3 separate regions of the Anas platyrhynchos genome follow, and all the other regions are linked to region 1. Evidence: chromatin contacts called from public Hi-C data. All regions are on one chromosome and are shown on one strand. Each heading gives the region's core, a stretch centred on a gene start, on an enhancer-like site or on the middle of the called end of the contact. The rest is flanking DNA. Distances are from core to core; before and after follow the strand shown. Region 1 holds the start of RAD51C (RAD51 paralog C). Region 2 holds the start of DHX40 (DEAH-box helicase 40). Region 3 holds the start of TLCD3A (TLC domain containing 3A).

What was found. A called contact is a pair of places that touch in the nucleus more often than the background predicts.
Region 2: a Hi-C map of subcutaneous adipose tissue shows a contact between it and region 1, with 2.2 times the contacts expected there. The contact joins the promoter of DHX40 here to the promoter of RAD51C in region 1. A contact is called at or near these places in 3 of 8 Hi-C or Micro-C datasets (liver, skeletal muscle and subcutaneous adipose tissue).
Region 3: a contact with region 1 is called in a Hi-C map of subcutaneous adipose tissue, with 2.9 times the contacts expected there. The contact joins the promoter of TLCD3A here to the promoter of RAD51C in region 1. A contact is called at or near these places in 6 of 8 Hi-C or Micro-C datasets (F5 follicle, liver, skeletal muscle and 2 more).

The regions. Positions count from the first base shown.
Region 1 is chr20:3,491,323-3,495,692 of IASCAAS_PekinDuck_T2T, forward strand. It overlaps RAD51C (RAD51 paralog C), which reads right to left and starts at 2,004. Exons shown (of 9, transcript XM_027471951.3): 1 at 1,802-2,004; 2 at 413-671; 3 at 42-208. The coding sequence starts at 1,919. It overlaps TEX14 (testis expressed 14, intercellular bridge forming factor), which reads left to right. Exons shown (of 35, transcript XM_072026048.1): 4 at 2,315-2,375; 5 at 2,474-2,567. It overlaps LOC113845691 (small nucleolar RNA U3), which reads left to right and starts at 3,539; the gene lies at 3,539-3,753.
Region 2 is chr20:3,275,858-3,280,227 of IASCAAS_PekinDuck_T2T, forward strand. DHX40 (DEAH-box helicase 40) reads right to left here and starts at 2,030. Exons shown (of 17, transcript XM_038165783.2): 1 at 1,834-2,030; 2 at 1,188-1,333; 3 at 611-730. The coding sequence starts at 1,972.
Region 3 is chr20:3,675,318-3,679,687 of IASCAAS_PekinDuck_T2T, forward strand. It overlaps TLCD3A (TLC domain containing 3A), which reads left to right and starts at 2,123. Exons shown (of 5, transcript XM_027472675.3): 1 at 2,123-2,324; 2 at 2,417-2,500; 3 at 4,355-4,370. The coding sequence starts at 2,203. It overlaps VPS53 (VPS53 subunit of GARP complex), which reads right to left and starts at 2,017. Exons shown (of 23, transcript XM_027472510.3): 1 at 1,979-2,017; 2 at 1,888-1,977; 3 at 472-552. The coding sequence starts at 2,002.

The DNA.
Region 1 (4,370 bases), core at 754-3,253:
CAGCCTACTAGACAGAAAGAAACGTGTCACAGAATCATTACCTTCTTCTTGATGAGCTTCAGCAATTAGCTGGCAGTGCCGCACACAGGCGGCTGCAATATCCGCTACTCTGTCTACCATAAAACTTCCTTCAGTGTCAATGAACACCGCTTCTCCACAGACACCCCCGAAGCATTCTGGAATCTGTACATCTACTGCCAACTGCATGCTGTCATGGGAAACAAAGACAAAAACATAAACATGTTTGTTACAAGCATCTTCCCTCCTCACTACATTTCTGCTGAGGAATACATGGAAGAGGAAGGTGCCTAGCCATCATCAAACTGCATATTGATCAGAACTCTCATTGTAGTTAAATTCAACAAAGAAAAGTGATTCTCAGTTGCACAAAAGTAATCTAAAAATAAAATACCATAGCTGTGTTTTCCCAACACCAGGCGCTCCACAGACCTCAGTGATCTTTGTCAGCTGCACGCCACCTCCCAGAATATTGTCTAGGGCCGAACAAAAGGTGATGATGAAGCCCTGCGCCTGCTCTTCTTCCAGAAGCTCCAGTGCTGTGCACTTTCTGGTGGTGCCAGCTCCCCCAGCAGTCCTTGCTGCATCGCCAGAACATTCCTGCCTTACAACCTGCAATGCCTCCAGTGCCTCTTCTTTGGAGATTCCAATTTCTAGGAGAGACAAAAATCATGAAATGTTACCTTAATTTTATAAACAGCAATTTAAAATACAGACAGTACAACTTTTTAACAAAATGTGCCAATTCTGATGCATAACTCAAAATTATTAATTCTTTTAATGTAATAGTGCACAGAGCTTGCCAGCATCTCCGGAACTAAAGACCTTATTTTCAAAAGAGATGATTTTCAAAGCAACTCAGACCAATGATGCACTGGTGGCAATAAGCAGTGTGTAAATAAAAAGCCCAGAGCACTGTTCACAGATGCGGTTAGGATCTGGGAGAGCAATGTGCATCGTCTACACTGAATGCACTGCTAAGTTAACGTCATTTGAAGCAAATACGGCCCTGAAAAACAAAGTCAGGCTGCAGACTAGTAAGTGGTAGTGACACCTACTGCTGGCACCGTGAGTACTTGGGGTATTCCGGGGCTGAGCACCTTCACACCTTATTTTTAGATGTGAAGCACAGCCCTAGGCACAGAAGCGAGGCAGCACAAACACGCTTGGGTACATCTTTACACACGGGGAGGCCAGGATCTGGCTACCACTACAATGGATCATCATAGAGAGCAAAATTTCTAATAATAAAAAGCACGGTGCGCTTCTTAAAAGGGCTGTACAAATCACATTGGAGATTCTTGAAAGGAAAAAAGCTCCTTAACTGTACGCGTTACTTTCTTATGCTTAAAACAAAAGCAGCTTCCTAACTGCTTACGGTGGCTGACTGTGCTTCAAACGTGCAAGGGGGGAAGTCAGCGAGAGGGCATATTCTGAATTTGTAGCATCCCATTTGTGTTTATCACTAAACTTTTTTTTGCAAAAGGGCATATTCTGAATTTTAGCGTCCTATTTGTACTCATGACTCAACTTTTTTTGTGAATTTCGTAGGGTTTTTTTGTTTGTTATTATTTTATCGGAAACAGGAGGGAACTTTTGCCCATTTTCTTCCTTAGGTGTAGAACTCCCTAAACATCCCCCCCCCTTACCCTGTCCCCTCAGAGCGACTCCTCAGGCAGCACCGAGCCCTCCCCAGTCCCCCCCACAACCCCGGGCCCAGCCCCGCGCCCCCCCCCCCCCCGCTTCCCCCCGGAGCCGACCCGAGCCCTCCCCATGCCTCTACCTCTGCTCAGCCCGCAGGGCCCGGTGTCCAGCAGCTCCTGCGCGGTCTGGAAGCCGGCAGCCGCCAGCCTGGCCCTCAGCGCGGGGCCGAGCGGCAGGCTGCCCACCTCCCTCTGCATACCGCCGCCCCCCCCCCCACGGGCCGCGCTAGGCCGCACCGGGCCGCGCTAGGCCCCGCCTAGCGACCGGGGGGGGGGGGGGGGGAGCACTGCGCATGCGCCGCCCGCTGAGGCGCGAGGAGAGCCGGCACGTGACCGCGGCCGTTAGGGGGCGGTTGAGGGCGGTTGGTGCTGAGGGGGCGCTGAGGGTCCTTGGGGGAGGGTGGGCTCCGTCCTCCCTTCAGCCCGTCAGAGAGGCCTCTGTGACCCGCAGGTGTGAGAACTGTGCTGGTATTTACCCGCTGTCAGCTCTCGGCGACCTTCCCTGGGACCCTCTCCCCTCATCGGGGTGTCAGGGCCTGGGGCAGGCTCTCCTCAGCGACCTGCCGGGCTCAGCGCCTTCGTTCTCTCCTCAGGGTCCTCGAGGAAGGAGCGGCCACTGCTCAGAGTCAGCTGCTGGTGTGTCGGAAGCGAGGAGTAAGTCCTGCTGTGGTGATTTGCAGCTATCTGCCAATTTGTGTTGACGGAAGAGGATGGCGCACGCGCTCCCGCTTCCAATTCCCTGCCCCGTGCAGCTTGGGACGACAAGAGGGGACTCCCCCGAGGCTCAGATGCATGAGTGTGTCAGACAGGGGAACTGCGTCAAGGTGAAGAAGCTTCTGAAAAAAGGTAAAGCTTCAGTTTAGAGAAGTCATTGCAGGAAAGGTTTACTTACTCCTGTATGCTTGTGTTTGTGGTAAACAGGTAGAATCAGCATACTGTTAATTCAGTTTTGTCATTGAACAGTGTTTACAAAAGGTAGCGTGTTGGGTCTTTTCTGGTAAACGGCACCAATAAGTAAAAAAAAGCATGAAGAGAAGTAATCTGGAAAGACTTAAGGTTTTAGTTGCAAGGTTACAGTACCAAAATCGTAAGGAAGTAATTGAATGCTGTAAAACTAACGTTCTGGAAGTCTGCTTTAGGAATATGTGCATAGAGTTTAAATTTTAGTTCTGCTTGCAAAGCTCTTAAAGTACCGCTTAAATGCTGGCGTTTTTAGAACCCACATTTGTAATGACAGGGAGCAAAGAGCACTGCAAATGAAATGTAGTATTTATGCAGTTCTGCTCCGTTATTACAAGCAGCTCTGTTTCCAACTTGGAGATTCCAAGAGCAGAACACTGATAGCACAGAAACACTGGGACAAAAAGCAAGAAGGAGGCAGTAGGGACAAAACAGGGAGCTCGAGGTGTGGTTTCTGTCCCTGGACGCAAGAAATATGACTGTGCGGGTATTGTGGGATCAAATGTCCTGTTTTTCAAACCGTTTTTAGGGATGTGAGCAGCAGGTGCAGCTCCTGGGGGTGCGACTCCGCTGCAGCCCTGCGGGGCGCTCCTGGAGCGCTGCGGGGCGGGGCCGGCCGCGGGTGCGTGTGATTGGCCGGGCAGCGCTGCATGCAAATGAGGGGGCGTGTCCATGCAACCCACTCGCGGGGCGCTCCCGGGGAGCGTGGGGCCGCAGCGGGGGCGCGCCCGGCGGCGGGGGCGCGGAGGGGCGCGGGGAAGGGGGGAAACAGGAGAATAGGGTGGGGACCGGGGGGTTGCCGTGACCTAGGGGCCGGTCGGCGGCCGTGGGACCCGTCGGGGCGGCGGTGTGAGGCCAGGACTATACTTTCAGGGATCATTTCTGTAGTTGGTAACTAGAGGAGTGTGATCGAAAGTGTCCGGCGTCACAAGCCACGAGGAGGAGCTGCGTGCTGTCTCCTGAGCGCGAGGCGGGCGGGCGGCGCTGCTGCAGTGCAGGGGCCTCCCGCCATCGATGACCGTTCCCGACTCCTTTATGGGGTCTGGGAGGGAGAGAGCACAGGCTGAGTGGTTTGTGTCCTTATTTTAACGGTGTCAAAAGCAGAGCAAATTCCTACCGTCTAACAGAGAGGGTGCGGTGCTGCCAAGAGCTCCGCGGAAGCTCCATGTCTGCGCAGGGGGCGTTCAGGGGTCTCCACCCCAGTGTTGCCCGGACTGGAGCAGGCTGCGGGGCTCCAGGGATGCAGCGAGGTCCCCTTATCCCTGTCCCTGGGTGGCCACAGGCACTATGGGGCCGGCAGAGCCGGCTCGCTCCGCCTGCTCACTGCACGCCACCCCCGGGAGGCCGCGCCGTGTGGCCGCGGTGTCGCTCACGGGCACCGGAGCTCCTCGCTCAGCACGGTCACGGAGCGGCCCCGTTACGGCCCCACGCGGCCGCTGTTCCCGGTGCCACCGCTGCTAACGCCGCTGCTCCGCTCACTCCGCGGCGCCCCGTGCCCGCGCAGCCGCTGCGCTGCCTCCAGGGGGCGCCCCCGGCCCCGCTGCGTGGAGGAGCGGGAGCGGTGCCCACCCTCCTCCCTCCCTGAGAGCAGCGAACCTGATTGGCCGGGCAGCGCTGCATGCAAATGAGGGGGCGTGTCCCGTTAAACCAGCTCGCGGGGCGCTCCCGGGGGGCGCGGGGCCGCAGCGG
Region 2 (4,370 bases), core at 780-3,279, 220 kb before region 1:
CTGGTTTCTGTTTGTGGGAGTTTTTTTTTTGTTTTTTTTTTTGGTTGGTTGTTACCTTTTTTTTTTTTTGAGGGGACGAACAGAGTGGACACCGCTGTCCAGCGCCAGCCAACATTTAAGTGCTGTCAAACACAACAGCTACAACAATTTCAAATAGATTACAGGCAGCATCTTATTTTCAGGATACACAGCATGCAACAAATCAAGCAGTGATCCTATGGTCTTAGGACAGCAAAAGGATAAAGCACATCTGTAGAAAGTCAGCCAAAAACCTTGAGAACCATGCTCATTACCTTTTTGAGCAATAAGAGAGACAACATTTCTAGAGGTCCATACAGACACAGTGTCAGGACTCCTGAGATCTTGTCTTACTGCAGGAACTGACCCACTGTGAAAGATTTTTAGGGAGTCACTTAGCCTGTTCCTTGCTTTGGTAAAACTTTTCTGTCAATAAGTACAGAGGTAATTTCAAGATGCAAACCTCCTACGGAACCTTCAGTTGAAAACAGACTAGAAGGAAGGAGTACCACATCTGTATTATTTTTACCAATGAGTTCAAATTTCCCCTTTACCAATACCAAACAACACTCGTGTTTAAGGCGACACTCACAGTGCTAAGGCTCCGCTCGTGGGCTTCATCCAGAATGATGACACTGTACTTGCTGAGAAGGGGGTCGGCCAAAATATGCCTCAACAAGCAGCCATCCGTCATGTACTTGATGGCAGTATCCTGAAAGGTTCAATTAGACCTTCAGCTGTCACCCTGATTATTTACATCGATACAGGTCAGATACTCACCCAGCAGACACACGCATACATGCTGGGATTATAACACACAACTTTACCCACAGCATCACAAGTGTTTGGCAACGTTCATCGTGGTGGGGCATGGGAACAGGCTGCCAAGAGAGGCTGTGGATGCCCCATACCTGGAGGTCCTCAAGGCCAGGCTGGATGGGGCTTTGGCCAACCTGATCTTGTGGGCGTTATCCCTGCCTGAAGCAGGGGGTTGGAACTGGGTGATCCTTCAGGCCCCTTCCAACCCGAGCCATTTCATAACTCTACGATAAGACGTGAGCCCTGTGACAACCCAACCGCAGCTCCACCCCGCCAGGACAGCTTCCCAGGCTCTCACACTTCCACCCTGCATCCTCCGAGGACCCCCCGCTCTCTGCCCGGTGCCCTACCTGCGAGGAGCAGTCGTCGAAGCGCACCTGGTAGCCCACCACGGTGCCCAGCGTGCAGCCCAGCTCCTCGGCCACCCGCTGCGCCACCGACACGGTGGCGACACGCCGGGGCTGGGTGACACCGATGGCCCCGTGCTCGGCCAGGCCTGCGGGGAGAGAAATGGGGGCGTCAGGGGGCTGTGAGGGGCTGGGGGGGCTGAGGGGGACTGGGGGGGGCTGAGGGGGACTAAGGGGGGCTGAGGGGGACTAAGGGGGGCTGAGGGGGACTAAGGGGGGCTGAGGGGGACTAAGGGGGGCTGAGGGAGTCTGGGGGGGACTGAGGGGGAGCTGAGAGGGGCTGGGGGGGGCTTAGGGGAGCTTGGGGGGGGGCTAAGGGGGGCAGAAGGGGGTCTGGGGGTCTAGAGGAGACTGGGGGGGCTGAGGGGAAGCTGAGAGGGGCTGGGGAGGGACGAAGGGGGGCTGAGGGGAGCCGGGAGGGGGCTAGGGGAGACTGGGGAGGGTCTAAAGGGGTATGAGGAGGGACTAAGGGGGACTAAGGGGAGCTGAGGGGCCGAACTCCCCCCATCCCTCCCCCGCTACCCCCCCCCCCCCAGGCTCCCGAGGGACTCCGGGGGGGGGGACGACGGGGTCTCCCCCCGGCCGTTACCTGCCTCGAAGAGGTACCGGGGCAGCTGCGTGCTCTTGCCGCTGCCCGTCTCTCCGGTGACGATGAGGAAGGGCTCCCGGCTCACCGCCTCCACCAGCGCCCGGCGGTAGCGGCGGATGGGCAGGCGGCCGCCCTCCATGGCGGCGGGGGGACCCCCACCCGCCCCCTGCCCCCTGCCCCCCGCCCGCCGCCCGCCGCCCACCTCCCCTCACGCGAGCCCCGCCCCCTCGGTGATGTCACCACCCGCGCGGGAGCGGCGCCGCCGCGCGCACAAAGGTGACGCGATGCGGCTCGTCGCCCCGCCCACCCCATAAACCACGCCCACTCCTCTAAACCACGCCCACTTGAAGCCACGCCCCCTCTCCACACAGGCCCCGCCTCTCCCCGTGTAGGCCACGCCCCCCTCCTGTACAGGCCCCGCCCCTCACAGCCCACCTCCTCCCCTCAGGCAGCCCCACACAGCGCCTCGCCCCCCCCCTCCCGCCTCTTGTAACCAAAATGGTTGTTTTTTACCCCAAATCGCCTAGGAGCCTGGCAGGGGTGAATTACAGTGTGAAATCAGAGGGACTGCAGCGGTTCCCTTGCAGTGCCTGAAATACCCCCTCGCCTTCCCCGGGGCGTAAGGAGGAGATGTGAGGGAAAATGGCTCAAAACCCCCAAATGTCTCTCAAAAGCACCATTCGGCCACACCAGGCCTGGCATTTCCCCGTAACGACCGAATTCAGGCATGGCCTGAAGGTGGCAAGCGATGAACGCTGAACACATGAGGCCAGGCTGCAATCCCAGTCCCCAGACTGAGCATGGCTGCGACAAATTCCTGCCAATGCACAATTTCTGCACCGTGCTTTGTCTACGCCATGACATCCTTTCCCATATGGGCCCTGAGGGTGTCAATGTTTCACCCTCCACTGGGGTGAGACCCGCACAGATGTTAATGGTTCACCCTCCGTTGGGGTGAGAGCCGCGCCGTGCGTTTGTCCTGGTGTCAGCCCGAATTAGGCCACCTACTGACTCCATTTACTGCCAGCTGCCTCCCTTCGTGCCTCTGACACAATGGGAGAAATATTCACCTGCTGGCTCAGGCCTCAGCGCGAGGGCTGACCAGGAAATGCTTGCGAAGCACTCTAGACCTGGGAAAATATTACCTCAGTCCCCACGGTTGCCAGATTCAGATATTTCTAAAGCCTATAAATATTTGTTTAGTCTGTCTAGAAACCGGCATGGTAAAGTGGTGGCAGGTAAGATGTTTTCTGCCCTTCCTTATTAATACAGCCAGAGAGAAGAGGTCAGTGCAGGAAGCGTTTCATTACAGTGCTACAGCTACAAAGGATACCTGGTGTTGTGTCCCTGGGTTTATTACTCTGAGGGGTTTGCAACAATCTTTGCCCCCCACAAAATAAATAAATAACAGCAAGACAAATCCCTTCTCCAAAGCTACAAAAACTGTCCACCAGCTGCTGACAAACAATCGGCACGTACTAACATGAAGAGTCATACTTTGGACAGCATTTAGGCGTTTAGGCATTCTGCTGGTACAGATCTGCCATTTCTGTCTGAGGCTGACCTGTAGCAATTACTGACAGTAACTTCGATGCTGTTCTGTAAGCACAAGAAGCACATCAGCCTGGCAGTAAGATGGCTCTAACCGTCCTATAGCTCTGATCACTTAGGTACATAATGGAACATGTCAATCTGCTGTATGCTGTTGCATCCCTTTGTGAAAGCGTATCGTATTTATTTCCTCACAATGTACTAATGCCGTGTTGCTGCTAGTAACTTGCTCAGTTAATGGTGATCATATACACTGCTTTACTATTTCCTACTGGAAACTTCAAACACACTTTTTGGTAGTCTTTTACTGATAATTTTTATTACATTATTATATGGTTTTCATAGATACTCATGTATATACGAATGCATGCAGACATGCACATTCTACGTGATTCTATTTAAATCACATACTGCTTTTGGCACGCACAGGGGTAGGTAAGGTTTTTCAATTTTCTTTTTTTGTCCTCCTAGCCTGGGAATAGCAGATTTGGGTTTAATCAGCCTCTTTGCAGTCCTGAACTTTGCCCTCCTGGAATACAGTGCCATTCATTTAAGGATTTCCCTCTGTCTAATAAACATTAATGAATCACACTCTACAATTCCCTTGTGATGTTATCTTGGTTTCACAGATGGGGAAAACAGAAACAAATTAAGGGGTCTGCGCACACCACAAATCAAAGGCAGAGCTGGGAGAAGAACCCAGTAATCCCAGCACAATTCCCTGCTCTAATAACTCTGTAAAAATGCATCTCTACCCACACAGCTGCTCTGTCAGTAACTGTGCTACACAGGGTAGCATGGTGACTTTCAGGCTAGCCAGGAAGACTGAAATTGCTTTTTTCCTAAGGTTTAGCTTTACACATAATTGCAAATTACATGTAAAGGTGATAGAGGGCTGCAGCTCTGCCAGCTTCCTGTACTGAATTACCCCTGAGGATGTCTTTTTTCGTTTCTGAGCAGAGGATATCTTTTCTCTTCTGACGTGC
Region 3 (4,370 bases), core at 873-3,372, 180 kb after region 1:
ACTCCAAAACTGCCCCGGGGCTGATTTGGGAAAGACCAAGTATGGATAACGATCCCACAGCAACCTCCTTCTCTACATCTCAAAAGAAACAATGGGTTATAAACACGGATGACTCCTCAGTGATATTTCACACTCAATACCTGTCTTATGCGGTTAAAACCCTTGAGGATTCACTAATGATTAACACACAGCAGTTATGAGGTGTGCTGCTACACAAACCTCTGTGTATAAAGCTAATTTACGTCCACACATCAAAGAACTCTGACTCCAGCCAGCACTTTGGGTACAAAGAAGCTGCGTAACGAGCGAACCTCATTAGATGAGGATTTAAGAAGTGATTGTTGTCACAGCATTACTACCAACGCTATTGTGTGGAAGAAAAGGCTTCACAGGCTTAAACACGCCTTCAGTCGTTTACTACCAGGTTACTCCTTGCACAGGGGAGAGGGATTTACTGTGAGCACTACTTACTTGCTCAGTGGGAAAGAGAGTGTTGATGTACTCCACAGCGTTGAAATCTGCTCTGTCCAGGGGATCTTGGCTGGGGAACACCTGAGGAGAGGGAGGGAAAAACACAATGAACAACACATCAACTTTAATTTCTGTAAATTTACACAGTATCTGCTACTTTTTAATCACTTCAGCACTCACTTCAGGTTGTGTTCAACGGCAACGTTCTAACAAGCCTGCACAAAGTCCTCAGGAATGAGATCTCCAACCTACAAAAATTCCTGGGGCTATCAGCCTGGATAAACACAGATACCACACGTGCGTGCTTCCACATACAGCACGAGCACAACCAGCCCTGTGCAAGGGATTCCCAAGACACACGAGCCATTAATTATGCATCCCAAACCATTCTGAGCTTTGCAGTTGTGTGGAAGTGATGACCCCTGCTGAGGCCTTGCCCTTATCTTCACTCAGGCTTTGTGAGGCCCTGCGGTGAGAGGCAGAGGATTTGTTTTTCATAGCCATGTAACATGAAACATGATGAATTAAGAAATGGTTGTACAAGTTCTCTGGAGATTGGGGTTTGCCACTCACACATGAAAGCAAGGGAAAGAAATAGAATCAGCCGGGTGATTCTTCCTACCCCCAGGAAGAGGAAGAGAGCGGCAGTGGTACAGACAGATCTGCCTCCAGAAGTAGCTCAAATGATGCAAATACAGCTGGCAGCCTTTGTGCTTTTGTCCCGACAGACTAAAACACACTGCATTCCCTTCTCTGGTACCATACTTATTCCATATTCATACAGCCACCAGCTCTGTTCTCTGTGGTCAAAACCATGCCAAGCAAGCACGGCAGCTGTCCCCATCACACTGCAGCACCACCTCCACACATCACCCTGCACACAAAGCCCTCACAAAACCCTGCTTTAACCGGGCACATGCACTATCCACCTTTCACAGGGTTGTGTCAGACTTTAAACGAGAGAAACTCCGCCTAGGAACAGGCCTCATCAGCAGCTTTCACCTAGAGGCCTTCACAGGCACCTGCCCAGCTCCACCACCGCCTGCTGGAGCCAGAAAAGCTGCGTGCATGGCATGAGGTGAGTAAGTGCCCTGCCAGGAGCCGTCACACACACACTGCTGCCAAGAAGAGGGCAGCGCCGCTGTGCCACCTGCCCCACAGCAGCATCACAGCCGCTCCTTGCCCTGCCACAGCCCCGCACAGCCCGGGCAGCCCCTGCTGGGGGCACGGCACGGCCCAGGGAACCGCCGGGAGGCCTGAGGGGGCCTGGGGGAGGCTTGAGGAGGGCTGAGGGGGGGGCTGAAGGCCTAGGGGGCTCCCAGAAACCTGGGAGGGGCGCCAGGAGCCGCCTCTAAAACGCGCCGGGCGCTGCTCCCGAGCCCCCCCCAGGCCCCCTCAGCCCGGCCCCGTCCCCACCTGCTCGATCGCGGCCTGCACGGCGGGCGCCAGCTCCAGCGCCGCCTCCAGCCCAGCCGCCAGCTCGGGCTCGTCCTCCTCCATAGCGACCAGCCGCTTCCGGGCCGCGCGGCATGCCGGGAAACAGGAGGACCGAGTTCGGAGAGGGGGGCGTGGCTTAACCCAGAGGGCGGGGCTTAACGGAGGGGGGCGTGGTTTGTCAAAAGGAGGCGTGGCCTAAAGGGGGCGTGGCCTAAGTGGGCGGGGCTCCGCGGCGCGCCCCGGCGGTGGCGGGAGGTGGTGGCGGGAGGTGGCGGCGGCGGCGGCGCGGGCCCCATGTGGCGCACGCTCGGCCTCGCCTCCGCCTTCTTCCCGGGGCTCTTCGCCCTCTGCACCCGGGCGCTGCGCTGGGCGGCCCCGGCATGGAGCAGCCGCGACCGCGTCCTGCTCAGCGGCAGGTAGAGAGGGGGGCCGGGAGGGTGGTGGCGGGGGGGGGGTGCCCCGGGTCGGTGTCTGAGCCGCCCCCCCCCCCTCGCCGCCGTTTTTGCAGGGTGGTGTCCACGGTCCAAGCTACGATGGCGACGGTGTCGGGGCTCACGGTGGTGCTTAGCTGCGGGGATGTGGTGCGAGACAGGTAACGGGAGGGGGGGGGTGCCGGGGGTGGGGGGGTCCCCGGGGTGGGGGGTCCCCGTTATTGCCGGCCCGGGGGTGGCCGGAGAGGGGCAGCCCCGCAGAACCCGGAGCAGAAATCCCGGGAGTGCGGCTGGTGGTGCTCGGGGAGCAGCCCCGGATCGTCCGGGGCTCACGGCAGCCGCCCCGTGAGGAGCCCTGAGCAGAGCCACTCGGGGTGAGAGGCTGGGAGGCAGAGCTGAGAGCGGCACGGGAAGAGGAGGCGCGGAGAACGCAGCCGTGGGTGAGCAGCGAGCCAGATTTGGGCTCTTCGGGGTGTGAATCAGCGCTGAGGGTGGTGGGGAGAGCACCCGCACTGAGCCCGGCTGTGTGAGCATCCTCGTGCCCGCAGAGCATCGAGGGCCGTTCAGGGCGGCGAGCGGCCTCGGGTCACTGCAGTGCCTCGGGCACACGGGTACAGAAATCTCATCTGACTGCAGCAGGATCCCAGGGAGTTGGAGCTCAACCCTCCCAAACCCGCCCTGTGGTCAGGGGAACAATGCCAGCCCCGTGGCTCTGCGGCCAGAGACCCAGATTTCCCTTGTATCTGGGGTAACTGCAGCGCAGCGCTCAGCGGGGAAGGGCTGGGAGAACGACAGCAAGACAGAGAGCCAGGAAGCAGCACAAGGGCTGCAATAAAAGCTGCCAATTTATTTACACAGCCAGACGAGCATTGTGCTGCTGGCACCCTAATTGCCCTCCGAAGCCCTGGGCGAGTTGTACCAACAAGGGCCCGTCCGCCCCCCTCCCCGGGACAGCCACGCGTTTTGGATTTCTTCCTGGCTGAAGCAGGAACACACACAAGGGAATTTTTCTTGAGGCAGCAGGAGAGCAAGAGCCGGTTTATTCGGGCCCCGAGCTATGTTTCTGGGAGCAGCGGCGCTTCCCCTGCCCCTGCAGGTCCGCTCGGTGCTTTTCGAGGAGCCCGGTCCCCGCGCCGAGCAGGGGTTACTGCAGCCGGGTTGTGCAACCGGGATTCCGACATACTTTGGGAACAGGCATCTGCGTGCAATTATTTCCCAACAGACAAACGTCTCTCAGGGATTTATTGCCTATATTAAACATCTCGCGCTTCACTCTCCCAACCCCGGGCCAGGCACCTCCAGTTAACTCTGAATCTCCAGCTGCGTTCAGACACTGCCCCGGGCTGGGCAGCCGACAGGAGGGGCATGCAGGAGGGATCCAGGCTCGGTGTTTTATTCCCACCGGGCGTTTGCTCCGGCTGTCCCGGGGGGCACTGCGTGCTGCAGGGCTGGCAGACGAGCCCTGGATGCGGGGAGGTGCCGTGCAGCCCTGGCACACACCTGCCTGCCGTGCTATCGCCCTGTGTTTGTGCTCAGCCCTGCGGCGCCTGGCACGGCGAGCCACCAGCGGGGCAGTGCCGAGGAAGCGTCCTTGGGGAAGGGGGTGCTGGGCCCCCAAAAACTGCAGGGAACGGTCACATTTCTGCAGACCAGACCCTAGGGGTGATGGGTCCCTGAGCCCTCGGGTTCCTCGGGAGCTGGGGCTCTCTGTCACTCGTGGCTGTGGCTTTCCTGCCTGCTGCAGGGCTGATTGCACGGCCCTAGCAGAAACCTCACGGCACCACCCGGATAAACACCTTGCTTTTAGGGCACCGCTCACCTGCTGCCTTCAGGAATCACCCGTCACTCCCCGTTTGCTCCAGGTAGCACGGGTGCAGGAACACAACCACCTTACACACTGGCAGATGGGCCCCGGGGTGCCGTGCTCTGCCTTGATGCCCCCTCGCTGCAGCAGCAGGCGTGGGGGCATCACCACACCTCCACCACCACCCCTCCGTGTGCTGCTCCCTCCCCAGGCACTGGCTGGCCGTG